3 separate regions of the Mus musculus genome follow, and regions 2 and 3 are each linked to region 1. A link is a contact called in public HiChIP or PLAC-seq data. All regions are on one chromosome and are shown on one strand. The core of a region is the stretch at or near the end of the contact, and the rest is flanking DNA. Distances in the headings are between cores, read along the strand shown.

Region 1 (2,870 bases), core at 325-2,824:
CCTCCCTCCGTCACCAAGCACGGACAGCTCCCCCTCAGCTGACCCCAAAGCAGCCAGCCCTCAGTCCTTCCTCCACCCTTTCATCTGAAGGCCTCCAGGGGATAAGACCATCCCTGACCTTTGAAAGAACTCTGTGCACCAGGACCTGGGAGGTAGACTCTGACGTTCCTTCTCAGGATGGAAACAGTGGGAACGGAGGAGTTCCCAAAATGTTCATTCATTCATTCATTCATTCACAAGTTCATTCACTCATTCCTTCAACAGACGCTGAGTACTTGGGCAGGGAGCTCTACACTGCAGACAACAGAGTCAACTAGAAGACTAAGGATGTATGTAGCTCAGTCGGTAGAGCGCTTCCTTAGCAAGCGTGAAGCCCTAGGTTCTACTCCCAGCACCCCATAAACTAAGCATAGTGGTGCATGCCTGTGATCCTAGTACCTAGGAGGTGGAACAACAAGACCATCCTTAGCTAGGAGGGGATTTGAGGGGCTACATGAGACCCAGCCTGCTGAGCAGAAATTAATTCATTAAAAGCAGTAGAGGGACTGGGAGACGGCCACTGGCTGCTCTTGCAGAGGAAGGTATGATCACCAGCTCTCACAAGGTGGCTCACAACTGTAACCGCAGACAGGGGACTCGATACCTTCTTCTGGCCTCTGCGAGCACCAGGCACATAAGGGTACATAAACGGACATGCGAGTGAACAATGCAACATATACATAAAATATACGAAAAACTGAATTTAAAAGCCCTGGAACTGGAAAGGGTGGCACATGCCTGTGATCCCAGCACCTCCCTGGAGGCAGAGACAGGGGGATTGCATGCAGCAAGTCTGAGTCTAGCCTGGCTGCTTAGTGAGAGAGACCTGTCTTCAAATAAAACAAAACAAACAAGCCTTGGTGGGTACCTCGATGTGAAAGACACATCAGAGGCAGGAGAAACCCCTCCCACCGCTGGATGCCCCACGGCCCTCCTGATGCTGGGCCTGCCTCCTCGGTGCAAGCTGGAACCCAAGAGGCATTTTAAACTTTTAATTGACAGATCTCACTGTAGCTCTAGCTGTCCTGAACTAACTATGTATACCAGGCTGGCTTCAAACATACAGAGATCTGCCTACCTCTTTTTACAGAGTGCTGGAATTAAAAGTGTGCCCCACCATACTTTTTTTTTTTTCTCTTCCCATACTTTTTTTTTTAATTAGGTATTTTCCTCGTTTACATTTTCAATGCTATCCCAAAAGTCCCCCATACCCATCCCCCAACCCCACCATACTTATAGACGGAACAGAACACTGAAGCGGGCATGTAAGTGGCCAGAGAAAGCAGAGGCACCGGACTGGTGGCACAACCTGAAATCCTTACGCTTGGGAAGTGGAGAACTGAGAGGGTCAGGAGTTTAAGATCATCCTCAGCTCCGTGTGAGTCTCCATCTCGAAACACAACACAAAACAAAAACTCCACACCAAACCAAACCGAAACTACGTTAAACAAAGCCAGAGCTGAGTGAGTCAGGGCCCTTTTCCCCCTCCACTCCAAGTGCAAATACAGGATAGGACAGAGGAGGGGACCACGGGACCCACCCGGGCCTGAGAAAGTTCCTCATGTTTCAGAGAACAGGGACTTGAGCAAACAAGGGTGACTTCATGCCCAGGCAAGAATTACCCGAGCAATATAGTTTATAGTTCTCAAACTCAAGGGCACTAAAGCACTTGCCATTGCCACAGTGCCACAGGGAGTCAGGACTGGCTCAGCGCCCGCCCACCCACAAGTAGAAGCAGCTTTGGCTCATTATTATAATATATTCTTTCTTTTGAATTGTGTGTGTGTGTGTGTGTGTGTGTGAGTGCATGAGCACATGCAAGTGTGCCTCAGGAGGCTGGAAAAGGGTACCGGGTCCCTTGGAGCTGGAGTTAGGATCCACACGATCTGGGTGTTGGAAACTGAAACAGGGTCCTCTGCAAGAGCAGGAGGTGCTTTCAACTGCCGAGCCATCTCTCCAGTCCCTGAAGATATTTTCAAAGCCTACATGTTGGGCTCCACTTGTAATCCCAGTACAAGAAGCAGTCGCAGGACCTTCTCTGCGAGTTCAAAGCCAGGCTGGACGGCATAGTGAGAGACAGTCTCAAAAAATACCAGCAACAAAAACCAGGGGCTGGGCTGTGATTCTGCAACCTCATCATTTGAGAGGAAGAGAGGCAGAGGCAGAGGGTCGGTCTGGATTCCAGGTCATCCTCTGCCATGTCTGTAATTCCAAGTTGAATGAACTGTGCACTGTCACAGGCACAGGTGACCTTGCAGGGATTCAGGGGCAGGCACTCTGGCCTCCAGTCTCCAGATTCTCTGTGCCCACTTCCCAGTCCTCCATCCCCTTATCTCTCAATCCCCCACCCCCCATTCTGAGCTCTTTCCATGCTCCTTTCCATAGGCAGAAGGCTCCGTTGACTCCCCTATTTGTGGGAATCAGGGTTCTCCAGATAGGAAATAGAAAAAAATTTCCCTTCTAGGTCTTCAGTGAGATAAGAAAGCTATGGTTAAAAGTCACCACAACCTGGGCTTCTAACGGAGACAGCAGAGGCACTCAGCCCACCTTGATCAGCTGCCCCACCACAGATGCAGGTCAGGGCTGGGGGAAACTTCGAGAAGGTATATATGTAATAGGCATGGCTCTGAATATGTCATGAGCTCACTCACTGCAAATGGAGGACACTGAAGCACAAGACTTTTACTGGTCCCGGGTGATAGGTAAGGAAGGGTGCTGTGATCCAGCCCTGGACCTCTGGCTCTGGCTTCCCAGTGTGATGGGCAGCTCTGTTCTCTCATTGACTCTGGGGAGCTGAAAGCCCTGGGGTCGGTCCTCCAAGTCACTGTCGG
Region 2 (2,798 bases), core at 255-2,754, 550 kb after region 1:
TTCCGGCATGCTTTCTCCTGACTCCAGGTTTCCAGCTGCTCCTTTCTTGTCAAGACCATGGCCAGCCATTATTTTATTGTATTTGAAATTGTCTTTCTGTGTAAGGTAGCTCAGACTGTCTTCAGTCTCACGTGTACTGCAGGCCTTCCTGCCTCGGCTTCCCAGGTCCTGTAGCTGCAGGGATATTTTCGCAGTCGATTAGCGCTGTGCGCATTGTTCACCTTCCAGTTACTCCTTGGCACTGGGACTGTGGGCTTCATGTTCCCAAGCCGCTGACATGATGTCTGGCGCGTTGCTCCCCTTTGCTAGCTGGCTTCCTCTTTGATCCGTCGGTGGACACTTTACCTTACACCCTGAGCCGGGCAGCGTTTAGTGTGCTTGACCTGTCCTTTGCTTGCTTGCTTGCTTGCTTGCTTGCTTGCTTGCTTGCTTGCTTGTTTGCTTGCTTGTTTTGGTTTGTCTGCTTGTTTGGGACAAGGTCTTTTTATGTAGCCCTGGCTGTTCTGGAACTGGCTACAAAGACAAGGCTGCTCTGAAACTCAGAATTCTTCCTCCCTCTGCCTCCAAGTGCTAGGATTAAAGTTGTGCACCACCATGCCCTGTTCTGTTCTGTCCTTGACCATTGTTTGGTGCTGGGGAGTGCACTCTTCCTGTGTCTCATAGGCATATTAGCTAAGCCCCTACCAAGCCTGGAAACCCTTTCTGAGGAAGAACTGTGTAACACCTGCTGGTGGTGACTCTAGCAGAATCTTGCATGAGCCTACACTTCATCTCAGAGGGCCTGTCCAGGCCATGTTGATGCATGATAGGACTGAGTTCCTCCTCGCTGCTCCCCCTGACATGTGCATGACTTGCCGATCTAGCTTTGTGTTATAGGGCACTGCCAGAGAGAGAGAGGGCATCGGTGGGAGCCAGGCTGAGCTGAGAGGAAGTGGAGGGGCTGAGTCAGGCCATCAGGCTGCAGGAAGCAGCTTCCTTAGCATATGCCTCTGTGGCTGGGGAGAAGGGAGTCGTGTGTTCTCAGCGTTAGGTCATTCTGACCACGTTGCTTCTGTGTTTTCATTTGTGTGGTATTTCCTGAGATTCTGATCTTGCCAGAAAGTGCCCAGCAAAAATTCTGGACAAGTGAGGTGTTTCTCTGCATTGGTACCTAACCCCCTCTTGAAGTGTTATCCTGGTCCAGCCCTGAAGACCATTCAGGGCTTGGTTTTTTGGACACTCCTTCCCCTTGGAGCTTGTGAAATGAGTGGTGTGGTTTGAATGGAGAAGGAAGGCCCTAGTCTGTCCAGGGAGTCTGGCTTGTCTATCCTGGCCCTGCCAGTCTGCTGCTCCTGTGCAGAGAGTTGTCTGGGGTGCTTAAGCCTCAGTGCATTTCACACAAGGGGGCTCACTCCTGTGTGAAGGTGATTGAGTTTACAGCAGAGGCATTTGTGGTCTTCTGTGGGATGAGCAGAACTCCTCTGGTGAGTGACAGCAGGAGACAGAGAAGATCGACTATGATCAGAGTGCACAGAGCAGGCTTGTGGCCTAGGAGGAGGCGTCTGCCCTGCCCAGCATCCTCTCTGTGCAGCTCTGCTACTGTGGAGCCTCAAGTCTCCATTCTCCCCAGTTTGAAGGGGACAGACACTGTGCCCAGGCTGCTGATGTGCCCAGCCAGCAAGACCAAGCCTGTAGCTCCCCAGATCTGTGTAAAAACAGAGCTTTGAAACATGGGCCCACCTTTCTTAGAGTACAGGCTGAAGGTTAGAAGTGGAAGAGATGAGAATGGAGTGGTCACAGGACTGGTATGGAGGCTGGTGGGGTTTCCAATGTATAGGTCTGGGCTGGGCCTATGCTGCTATAGCCACTGCAGTGGCCACTAGCAGTTGCAGACATGGGGGAATCTTAGGGCTGTTTCCCTATAAGAAAACAAGCATGTGACATGGCCCTGGGCTTGGTAACCCAGCTCTGTGGCTTCTCCCTGAGCATACCTTGTGATGCCGCACAGGCTGCAGGCATTCTGGTCTGTCATGGCTACTACTTGCCTCCGTGTTTAGGGACTTTCTGTACCTGCCAGTGCCCACTGAAGAAGATGGCAAAAGCAAGCATGAGCTTGTAACCACAGAGCTGAATAAACACTGGAAAATGGACGATAGTAACCTTCAGAAACACTTGTTTTTAAATGTCCCTGAGTAATCAGTTCTAAACTGAGAGAGGCTTTCATAAAAACTGTCCAGGTCTCAGTGTCCCAGGACACCTGGCTTGTGAGGTACACAGCACCTTCAATTGTACCTGGGTCACTTCACAGAAGAGTGTTGAGATGGACTTTCCTTAGCTGGCACAGGCTCAGAATGGTAACCATGCGTGACAGTACAGACAGTTCTCCGTGGATGTGCCACACCTCAGGAGCTCGGAGTTTGCTTGGCACTCAGGTTGTGTTTTCCTGTAGACACTGCCGGAAGTTAGTTACATGCACACCCTGCACGCAGCATAAAGTTACATAAACCCCCTTAGTTTACCTGAAGCTCTATTACTATCACATGACTTCATGTGGCAATGGTTTTTATGAATGAGTAGCATTGGGGTTCGCCTGGAGGCTTATGTCTGCCTGCCCCTTTCCAGGCTCCTACGCCACTGGAGGCAATCTTTCTACCTGCCTGCCTGCCTGCCTCCCTCCCTCCCTTCCTTCCTTTTAAGTCAGTCTGATGCTGAGGGATTCAGTAGGACAGAGTGATTTGGGCTCAGAGTAAGTGTGAGCCCCAGAACTATCATCAGGCTAGAGTCATGGGGTCTGGAGAGCAGCGACAGGCAGCTAGGGC
Region 3 (3,121 bases), core at 530-3,029, 670 kb after region 1:
GACCAGGCTGACCTTAAACTTAACAGAGATCTTCTTCTGCTTCTCAAGTGCTGGGATTAAAGGTTCATATCACCACACCTGACATATACATGAATATATATATATATATATGTATGTATATGTATATATATATACACATACACACACATACATAATATCTTTTATATGTATTATAATATATATAAGATATAATATAGAGGGCTGGTGAGATGGCTCAGTGGGTAAGAGCACCCGACTGCTCTTCCGAAGGTCCGAAGTTCAAATCCCAGCAACCACATGGTGGCTCACAACCACCCGTAATGAGATCTGATGCCCTCTTCTGGTGCGTCTGAAGACAGCTACAGTGTACTTACATATAATAAATAAATAAATAAATCTTAAAAAAAAAAAAAGATATAATATAGAGGGGATTGAAAAAAATGTAATACAGAAAATGTTATAGATACATTACATAAGATACAATATGATATAATATTAAATATATATTTTTTGAGATAGGATCTCATGTGTCATAAGCTGGTCTTGAACTTGTGACATTGACGAGAACGACCTTGAGATGCCAATTCTCCTGCATCTGCTTCCAAGTGCTGAGATGAGAGGTTGAGCTACCAGATGCAGTTTCTGCCATGCTGGGGTCGGAGCCCAGGGTCTGGTGCATGCTAGATGAGTGCTCCAACAACTGAGCCATGTCCCCACTCCTCAGAACGATTTCCCATTAAACCAAGATGGCTTCCCATGGGCCTTAGAATAAGCCCATTTTGGCCTGTGTAATGGGCACATCCATGGTAGTAAGGCATCTCCTTTACTCTGAGCTCCAGGTCTACACACACACACACACACACACACACACACACCCCTTCCCGTCCCCCTCCAGGCCCTGACTGTCCACAGGGAGATATGACACCCCACCCCACCCCCATGCAGTGGCTTCCTCTGTATTCATCATGTCATCGTGTACAATGCATTTTCTTGCCTTAATCCTTGGCTTTTGTCACAGATTCCTCCTGACCTCAGCAAGGTTATGGCCATAAAGAAGTCACCTTTGAGCCTCTCAGTGGTGGCAGACCCCCTTAATGCCAGAGGCAGAGGCAGGAGGATCTTTGTGAGTTTGAAGCCAGCCTGGTCTACAGAGCAAGTTCCAGGATGGTCAGGGCTACACAGAGAATCCATCTGGGAAAACAAAAAAAAGTCTTCTTGGCAGAAATTCCTCTACATGGCCCATCTAAGTTCATTTTCTCTCTCTCTCTCTCTCTCTCTCTCTCTCTCTCTCTCTCTCTCACACACACACACACACACACAGACACACACACACACAGACACACACACACACACACACACTCATATCTATGCATTTCCACTCATACACATACCTCTCACACAAGCTAATAGCTGAAGAAATGCCCTCCCTCCCACAGGCCGCCCCACTCATCTGGCCATTTAATCACACTCAGCCTGCCAGACTCATTAACTCCCCGCCCGCCCCCGCCCGCCCCCGTGCCTGCCTCCCTTGGTAGATCTTAGGGAGAGGAAACACAAATCCGATTCTTCCAAGCCCCAGATTTAAGCATCCTGGGAGTCTCTGAGCCCCCCCCCCCCCATCTGCTTCCCACCTACTTTCCAGCAGAGATCTCCTCCAGGCCCCTGCCCAGGCCCCAGGCTGGCTCGCTCAGCTCCCTGCCCCCCTCCTCAGCTCTCTGTCCCTGGAATGCTCCCACCCCCTCCCCAGAAGACTCCTACTCATTCCTGCGCGGGCCACTTCACCCTCCAGCTGACTTAGTCATTCTCTGTGCTACCTCTCTTCGCCCTGGCCCTGGCTGAGTAATGCCTCAAAATAGCAGCTGGTGTCTTCCCTGCCAGCCCTCGAAAGTGCCAGGCACCAGGCAAGCACCTTTAGCTATTGCATTTGGCCTGGATAAGCTGCCCTGCCCCCAGCCACAGACTTCGAGCCCACTCACAAACCTGACTCCCTACAGGCAGCTGAGCCACACTCATTAATTAACCTACAGGGTCTTCCTTTGCTGCCCCAACTCCTGGGCTCAAGTGGTGCTCCCTGTCTCGGTCTCCCCACTGGCTGAAATTACAGGTGTGGCCCACATTCTTTATTCCTTATTTCCCCCTCATGGAGCTGAAGATGAAGTTGAATCACACCCACATGCTAGATAAGTGATCCATCTCCAGGGTGTGTGTGTGTGTGTGTGTGTGTGTGTGTGTGAGTGTGACATACATGCATGTGAAAACAACTTGCACAAGTTGGTTCTCCTTTGCCATCACACGGGTCTCAGGAACAGAACTCAGAGCATCAGGGTTGGCCCACAAGTACCTTTACCCACTGAGCCATCTCTAGCATGTAACTAGTTCATCTAGGTTTGGTCTCCCTGCAATGCCAGCATTAGAGAACAGATAGATTATTTTGTGATGTTTTTCTTAACGATTGGGTTCAGAACAGGTGCTGGGAAATATTATTACACAAGGAATTATTAATCCATGTATCAATAACATGAAGGAATATCAATACATGTATGCTTCTTTCTTCCACCTCTTCCCTAAGGAGAGCTAGCCCTGCCTGGGGTTCTCTGATTGGTGCCAACTCTAGTGGTGCCCTCCATTCATGATCGTGGGCCACTGCCTCCAAGGGACAGCCGATGGCTATTTCTCAAGGGTTTAATGGAACAGGACTCTATTCGAGTCTTCTCGGGATTGCTCATCTGACCCTTAGCTGACTGTCAGTCTGTGAACCATGAAGGGCTGGCCGTGTGTGTGTGTGTGTGTGTGTGTGTGTGTGTGTGTGTATTGTTTCTGTTGCTTTTTGATTTTGGTTTTGAGACAAGGTCTCTGTGGCCCTGGCAGGCCTGGAAGGTTCTGCCATCCTCCTGCCTCTACTTTCCCAATGCTGGGGTTATGGGGGTGCCCCAGCATCTCATTTCTGTTGTTAGTCCACTTTTATCTCTGCCTGCGTTCCCTGCACATGTGGGGTGTGGCGACATTTACTACCCTAATGAAGCCTATTAAGACAATGGGCAATAAAAATAATTAAACAACAGTAATGAGAGTGGAGGTGCTCCGCAAGGAGTCCTCACTCCTGTCATATGGCCTAAGTGTGCTGCGTGCGAATTAAAACCAT

The links. HiChIP or PLAC-seq counts read pairs in DNA pulled down with a chosen protein or histone mark.
Region 2: a FOXA1 HiChIP or PLAC-seq map of pancreatic cancer cells shows a contact between it and region 1. The contact joins two enhancer-like sites. A contact is called at or near these places in 2 of 115 datasets of contacts at active chromatin or transcription factors (bone marrow-derived macrophages and pancreatic cancer cells).
Region 3: a contact with region 1 is called in a FOXA1 HiChIP or PLAC-seq map of pancreatic cancer cells. The contact joins two enhancer-like sites. A contact is called at or near these places in 1 of 115 datasets of contacts at active chromatin or transcription factors (pancreatic cancer cells) and 1 of 9 other capture datasets (adipose tissue).

What each region holds. Positions count from the first base shown.
Region 1 is chr2:167,401,632-167,404,501 of GRCm38.p6, forward strand. No RefSeq gene overlaps it. Among named protein-coding and RNA genes, the nearest start is that of Slc9a8, 19 kb to the right of the region's middle. Within about 2 kb of position 1,575, at least 35 of the 459 cell types and tissues checked have an H3K27ac peak or open chromatin away from gene starts, as enhancers often do. A contact at or near this core is called in pancreatic cancer cells, where this site is marked.
Region 2 is chr2:167,948,492-167,951,289 of GRCm38.p6, forward strand. The region is part of intron 1 of Ptpn1 (protein tyrosine phosphatase, non-receptor type 1); the gene reads left to right. Among named protein-coding and RNA genes, the nearest start is that of Ptpn1, 18 kb to the left of the region's middle. Within about 2 kb of position 1,505, at least 200 of the 459 cell types and tissues checked have an H3K27ac peak or open chromatin away from gene starts, as enhancers often do. A contact at or near this core is called in pancreatic cancer cells, where this site is marked.
Region 3 is chr2:168,071,207-168,074,327 of GRCm38.p6, forward strand. No RefSeq gene overlaps it. Among named protein-coding and RNA genes, the nearest start is that of Gm33108, 3.3 kb to the left of the region's middle. Within about 2 kb of position 1,780, at least 133 of the 459 cell types and tissues checked have an H3K27ac peak or open chromatin away from gene starts, as enhancers often do. A contact at or near this core is called in pancreatic cancer cells, where this site is marked.